Regions from separate parts of the Mus musculus genome. Here region 1 is linked to region 2. Evidence: chromatin contacts called from public promoter capture Hi-C data. All regions are on one chromosome and are shown on one strand. Each heading gives the region's core, a stretch centred on a gene start, on an enhancer-like site or on the middle of the called end of the contact. The rest is flanking DNA. Distances are from core to core; before and after follow the strand shown. Region 1 has its middle 140 kb from the start of St8sia4. Region 2 holds the start of Fam174a (family with sequence similarity 174, member A).

Evidence for each region. Promoter capture Hi-C pulls out the DNA fragments that hold promoters and counts their contacts.
Region 1: a promoter capture Hi-C map of neutrophils shows a contact between it and region 2, with 3 times the contacts expected there. The contact joins the enhancer-like site here to the promoter of Fam174a in region 2. A contact is called at or near these places in 4 of 39 promoter capture datasets (the C10 cell line, HPC-7-derived erythroid cells, macrophages and 1 more) and 5 of 9 other capture datasets (adipose tissue, bone marrow-derived macrophages, liver and 2 more).

Annotation. Positions count from the first base shown.
Region 1 is chr1:95,529,961-95,532,793 of GRCm38.p6, reverse strand. No RefSeq gene overlaps it. Among named protein-coding and RNA genes, the nearest start is that of St8sia4, 140 kb to the left of the region's middle. Within about 2 kb of position 1,528, at least 11 of the 459 cell types and tissues checked have an H3K27ac peak or open chromatin away from gene starts, as enhancers often do. A contact at or near this core is called in neutrophils, where this site is marked.
Region 2 is chr1:95,312,216-95,314,962 of GRCm38.p6, reverse strand. Fam174a (family with sequence similarity 174, member A) reads right to left here and starts at 1,335. Exons shown (of 3, transcript NM_026321.4): 1 at 713-1,335. The coding sequence starts at 1,146.

The sequences.
Region 1 (2,833 bases), core at 279-2,778, 220 kb before region 2:
TAAATAAATTAAAGGTGGATTCAATGAGGATGTAAAATTAATTGGGTAGGAAATGAAGAAAGAAGCTTGCAGATTCTGAGAGAATATATTGGTAGTTGGTTTGAGGGCTAATATATTTATTTGCAGAAGAGAAGCTAGAAGACAAATGGATTTAGGTAGTAAACAATTATTAAAATTATAAAGTTGTAGAATATCTCAGTTCTAAGTTATATATGCACAGATAGATGTATTTGTGTGTGTATATTTTACATATGACTTACAGATTTGAGAGAAGGATGCATTAAAGACATATATAAGGTCAAAATTTCAACTTTATATAATGTACTGTGTACTTAGTAAAGATTGAAAAGAAACATAACAAAGAAAAAGAAACCAAAGTGCATGCAGATCATGGTAATTAATCTGCTGACATGATCTCTACATAATGATTATATTAAAATAGGCAGTGGATTTTGTTTCCTTGTTTATTTTCTCCGTGAGAATATAGACTCTAAGAGATGAGAGCAAGTCCACTTCTCACAACACAAGCATGTATACACACATAAAGAAATATAAATTGCAACCCCATAGGAAGAACAATATTAACTAACTGGACCACCCAGAGTTCCCAGAGACAAAACCAACAACCAAAGAGTATACATGGAGGGATCCAGGGCTCCAGCCACATATGTAGCAGAGGACGATCTTATCTGACATCAATGGGAGAGGAGGCCCTTGGTCCTGTGGCAGCTTGATGCCCCAGCGTAGGGGGATGCTAGAGCAGTGAGGCAGGAGTGGGTGAATGGGTGGAGGAGCACCCTCATAGAGGCAAAGGGGAGGGGGGAGAGGGGGGTTGCAGAGGAGTAACCAGGAAGGGGGATATCATTTGAAATGTAAATGAATAAAATGATTAATAAAAAAGAAATATGGAATATGTAAGTCCTTTGTCTAAAAATAGTAATGTTGACTCCCACAAAGAGTTATTGAAATATTAGTGTGAAAACTTCCTTTGACAAACAATGATCTTGATTATGTGGCTCTTGTAAATCCCCATATATAGAGTTTTGAAGTTATAGATTAATGTTTGTGGGCAGGAGAACTGATAAAGTATAGGTCATAAGAATGAGGATAAAAGCCAAAGTGACAACATGGGAAAAGACTGGTGTCAAAAAGATTTCATCTTCAATAACAATCAAACAGAGTGATTTGCAACAGATAAGGCAAGTGCTAGCCTAGCAAAAGCTTTATCACAATTCTTCACCAACTGATTAACATACCAGCTGCTATGACTCCACTGTCAGGGTGGTACTCATTTATTCTCTTATCCCCTCAGAGCTAGGCTTAAACACCTGCTCTGTTCCAGGAAGGATGCTGATCCCTCTGGTATAACATTTCAGACAAGAGAGGCCCACCTGTTTCTGAATAAGCAGAATGAAGGTATTATGTTTATAAATACCTTGTAAATGACTGAAAGGAGGTAAGGTACTGCAATGGTTAGGTTTCGTCAACTTGACAGAAAATAGAGTCACCTGAAAAGAGGAAACATCAATTGAGAAATTGCTCCTCTGTTTGGCCTGTGGGTACTTTTTTCAATCGTAGTTGATGGTGAAGGGGCCTGTCCACTGTGAGTGCTTCTGCTCCTGAACAGGAAGACAGTGAGTCTTGGGTTGTCTAAGAAAGCAACCTGAGCAAGTCGGAGAGACCAAGCCAGAAGAGAGCATTTCTCCATGGTTTTTCACTTCAGTTCCTGACCTGAATTCCTGCCCTGACTACCATTTTGATAGAAATGATGTACAGTAAGCTAAAAACAAATCCTTTTCCTCCAAGTTGGTTCATTGTTTTATCATGATAACAGTGAAGCCAATGAAAGAGGTACCACCTAGTCTGTCTTCTAGCTAGACACTTTGAGAAGGTTTCCCGTGAAGTAGCAGCTAGCCTAGGAAAGAATCAGGGGACTCTAGTGACATTGTTTATTTAAAAAAAGGGTGAGAATCTCCAACATCTAGAAATCAAAATGTTTACTCCTCAGGGACTGAGAAGTGTTAATGTCTTAAATCCTGTTTAATGTATTATTTCCCTGGAGAATTATCATGACAGCCGAAAGGTGCCTATATTTTAAAACAATGAGACAGTGAGATTAAGTTATGAACTTGTTACACACTTAACTTTTTTCAATTTAGATTACTAAATTTTATTTGGACATGCAAAACTGGTTGAATGTAGATAGTATCACATAATTTCGGGCATATATAAAAAACAGTAACGGTATTTTAAATTGTGATGTATTTTTTAAAGCATGACTTCAAAGTAATACATTTTATCAGGCCCTACGTCTTCAGCAATGTTATCATAAAAAGAAGATCATATATCAATCCGGAGGATATATATGGAATTGGAAGAGAAACCCCTAGAACTCTCTTCTAATTATTTTATAACATATGCTCTTCGAGTTCTGAAACCATCCAGGTTTTTCAATACTAATGGAACAGAGTGTAGGGGCGACCACTGTAATCTCTATCCTCAGGAGGGAAAGTCAGGAAAATCGTGAATCCCAGGATAGTCTGGGAGATATAATGACAATCTACCTTAAGATAATAATATAAAAATATAATATGATATTCTTGTAGAAAGATCATTCAAACATTGTATATATTGAGATTTTCCTCAATGATTTATTCTGAACATCCTTAGCCAGTTTTGTATTGAGCAGAGCTCATGTTAATAACAGATTGAATAACATAAACTAAATTTCTAGTTAGCATTGCTGAGTTTTATTCTAATCTTCACGAGTTGTTGTAATGTAGCATAAAGTATTTTTCCATCTTCTGTGCTGGTCAGTAAAGAGGGCTAGAAG
Region 2 (2,747 bases), core at 86-2,585:
GTGTGTAGTTATGGGAAAGTGTGAAGTAATTTGGAAAACAGGAAATAAACAAACCAGTACAGATCTCACAAAATACCATCTGCTCTCATTTTAGGGAAAGGGAAACCACAGTTGTTCTCTTGGCTAGCTAGCCCCTTCTGCTTGGGGGTCTTCCTCTATGTGACACCTCTCCAGAGATGTGGCGCCCAATTAATTGAGGACAATTTAACTTTGGGATAGATTAAGGGCACCATCTAAGAAACATAATTGGCAAGTTTTGCAAAAGTGAAACATCCAATCAGGACTTTGTGCGCTACTTTTATGGTACCCTGCCTCAGAAATAGGAGTGCATTCTAACAGGCAAAACGTGTTAGTTACACCAACTGCAGAGTAGTGAGAGAAGTATTTCACCGCACTGTAATCAAAATTCCTGGGGATGGAAGAGCACTTCTACTTCAGGGTCTGTGAAGGCAGAGGCAAGCCTCAGAGAGCAAGATGCTGAGGTTAGGCTACTGATTTCTAAAGGAAAGGCAACAGCTTGTGTCACCAGCTAAGGCAGCACAGGCCATTAAGACAGCCAACCAGATGGTCTTAGATTCCAGTTCCTGACGCTGGGGCGGGGGCAGGGGTTAAGTCAAGCCCAGGTCACAGACATTGTCCCTGCTTCACGGAGCAGGTCACCTGTCAGCCAGGTCTAGGCTGCAAGGGGGTGCCCATCGAGGCTGTGCCTCACCTGACGGTCCTGACCACGAAGTACACCAGCACCGCGGCGCTCACCACCACCAACACGGTCAGGGCCCGCTGGGTCATGGGTTTGTCGCCAGGACTGGGACTCACGGCCAGGCTGCCACCCTGGGAACCTTCTCCGGCCTTCCCTTCGAGGCCGTCCGCCTCAGACCCCGCCCCGGGGATGCTGTCATTGCGGCTCTCCGCGCCTGGCAGCCCGGCAGCATCAGACTGAGCTTGGCCCCGAGGCTGGGCCGCGGTGGGGCCCGGAGGAAGCGGCGACAGCGTGTGCGGCCCGGGCTTGGGAGACTTGGACTCCTGCACCTCCCTGACCACCATCGACGGTACCGCCCCGGACCCGCTCAGAGCGGGCAGCAACAACAACACGAAGGCCGGAGCCAGGAAGTGGCAAGGCCCGGAGCAGCCGCGCGGGGTCGGCATGGTCTCCACGCCGGCCTCTCAGCACGCCGCAGCCGCCGGGCCGGCCTCCCGGTCCGCAGCGCCGACCATGGGCGCGCCGGAACCGCAGAGCCGACTCTCCGGAGGAGAGCGGGTGGCTGAGACTGCGCCGGGTGGCTTCGGCGGCGGCGGCGGCAGCAGCCTGCCGGGACAACCGGAAGTTCGTACATCCCCGCAGCCACTGCTGCTACGGACGCCTCCGGTTGCTAATATGTAGGGGCGGGCTGCGCTCAGTGACGTCAGAGGTTCGAGCCTATTGCGCACGCGTAGCTGTGGGACGCTCTGAGAGGTCCCAACTAGGTTTTCCATGTTTCAGGAGTGTTCCTAATAGTGAAAAGGCTTGGGCCAGAGTGGGTAACCTGAACAAGATGAACAGTTATGCCTACAGTTCTTTCCAAGTGGGGAAACGGGAGCAATAGGAAACTCGATTTAATTTCCTTGATGTCAAACTTCATAACTACATCTAATCAGTAAACACTTCCTCTCAGTTCCCTCAGGAGGATCACAAACTTTAAAGAGAGCTTTTTCTAGCTGTAAGGGTATCGACTATTCTTGGAATCCCTTTCTTTGGAAAATGTAAAGTTGTTTATTCAGGTTTTCCCCCTTTAAAGTGTAAATATTTGTAAAAACCTCTCTTGTCAATTTCCAGAGACCTACAGTCATCCTTTTGAAATAAAACCAACAAGAAAATTGTGCCCCTGTTAACTAGTTTTTGCTATGGGCTGCCTCAAGCTGCAAAACTATCCCTGAACTTATGGAAGAGAGAAAGTTTGTATATTACCTTAGCAAATACCTGGGGCTGTGATCTGCCTACTCTAGTTTACTTTACAGAACTTGAACTCCAAATTTAGTTCTCTTACATTTGAATAATGTTGCCTTTATCTAAGATTTCCATCAAGTAACACTGAGAAAAACCAGACACCTGCCTGGGGCATTGGAGCATGGGTTGTGTATAAATATGATTAGTTCTTTCTTGAGCTTTCTTTCAGTCTATTATAAACAGATTTTTTAAAAGGCTTTCTCAGACATCTGTCAAGAGTCAGCTGTTTAAGGGTCTGGAACTGCAATTTAGTCCATGTCCTGGAAACTATTAGGATTACCCTGAAGACACTGCAGTAGCTATAGAGGACCTCTAAAATCACAGCTGAAGACATGTTCTAGACAGCCTGTTCCAATCTTAAAATGCAGAACGTCACAAGACAGGTATCTGTGAATTCTACTTAATTTTGCAGGCATTTTCAAACAAGAGCTGAAGTATTTCCCTTGTGAGGGTTAACAAAACTTCATTTTATGCTAAGCATCCAACTTGGTACCCATTAGCCATTTGTCTCTGACTCCAGTCCCTTGAAGATAAGCTCCCAGTAACCTGGACTCAGTGACCACATACAGAAATGCACAGCCATGGCATTATGATATGACTAGCTGCTTTTTTAATTGTGTAATTTACTTATGCAGATACCCAAAGATTGTTTGGCCTTGCCCACGTAAGCTTGGCAGAAAAGACCAGTATTTGGTTATTTGCATAAATATTGAAGATCTTGTGGTTTTGTCTTTAAAAAGCCTTTCCCCATACCACTCCTCAC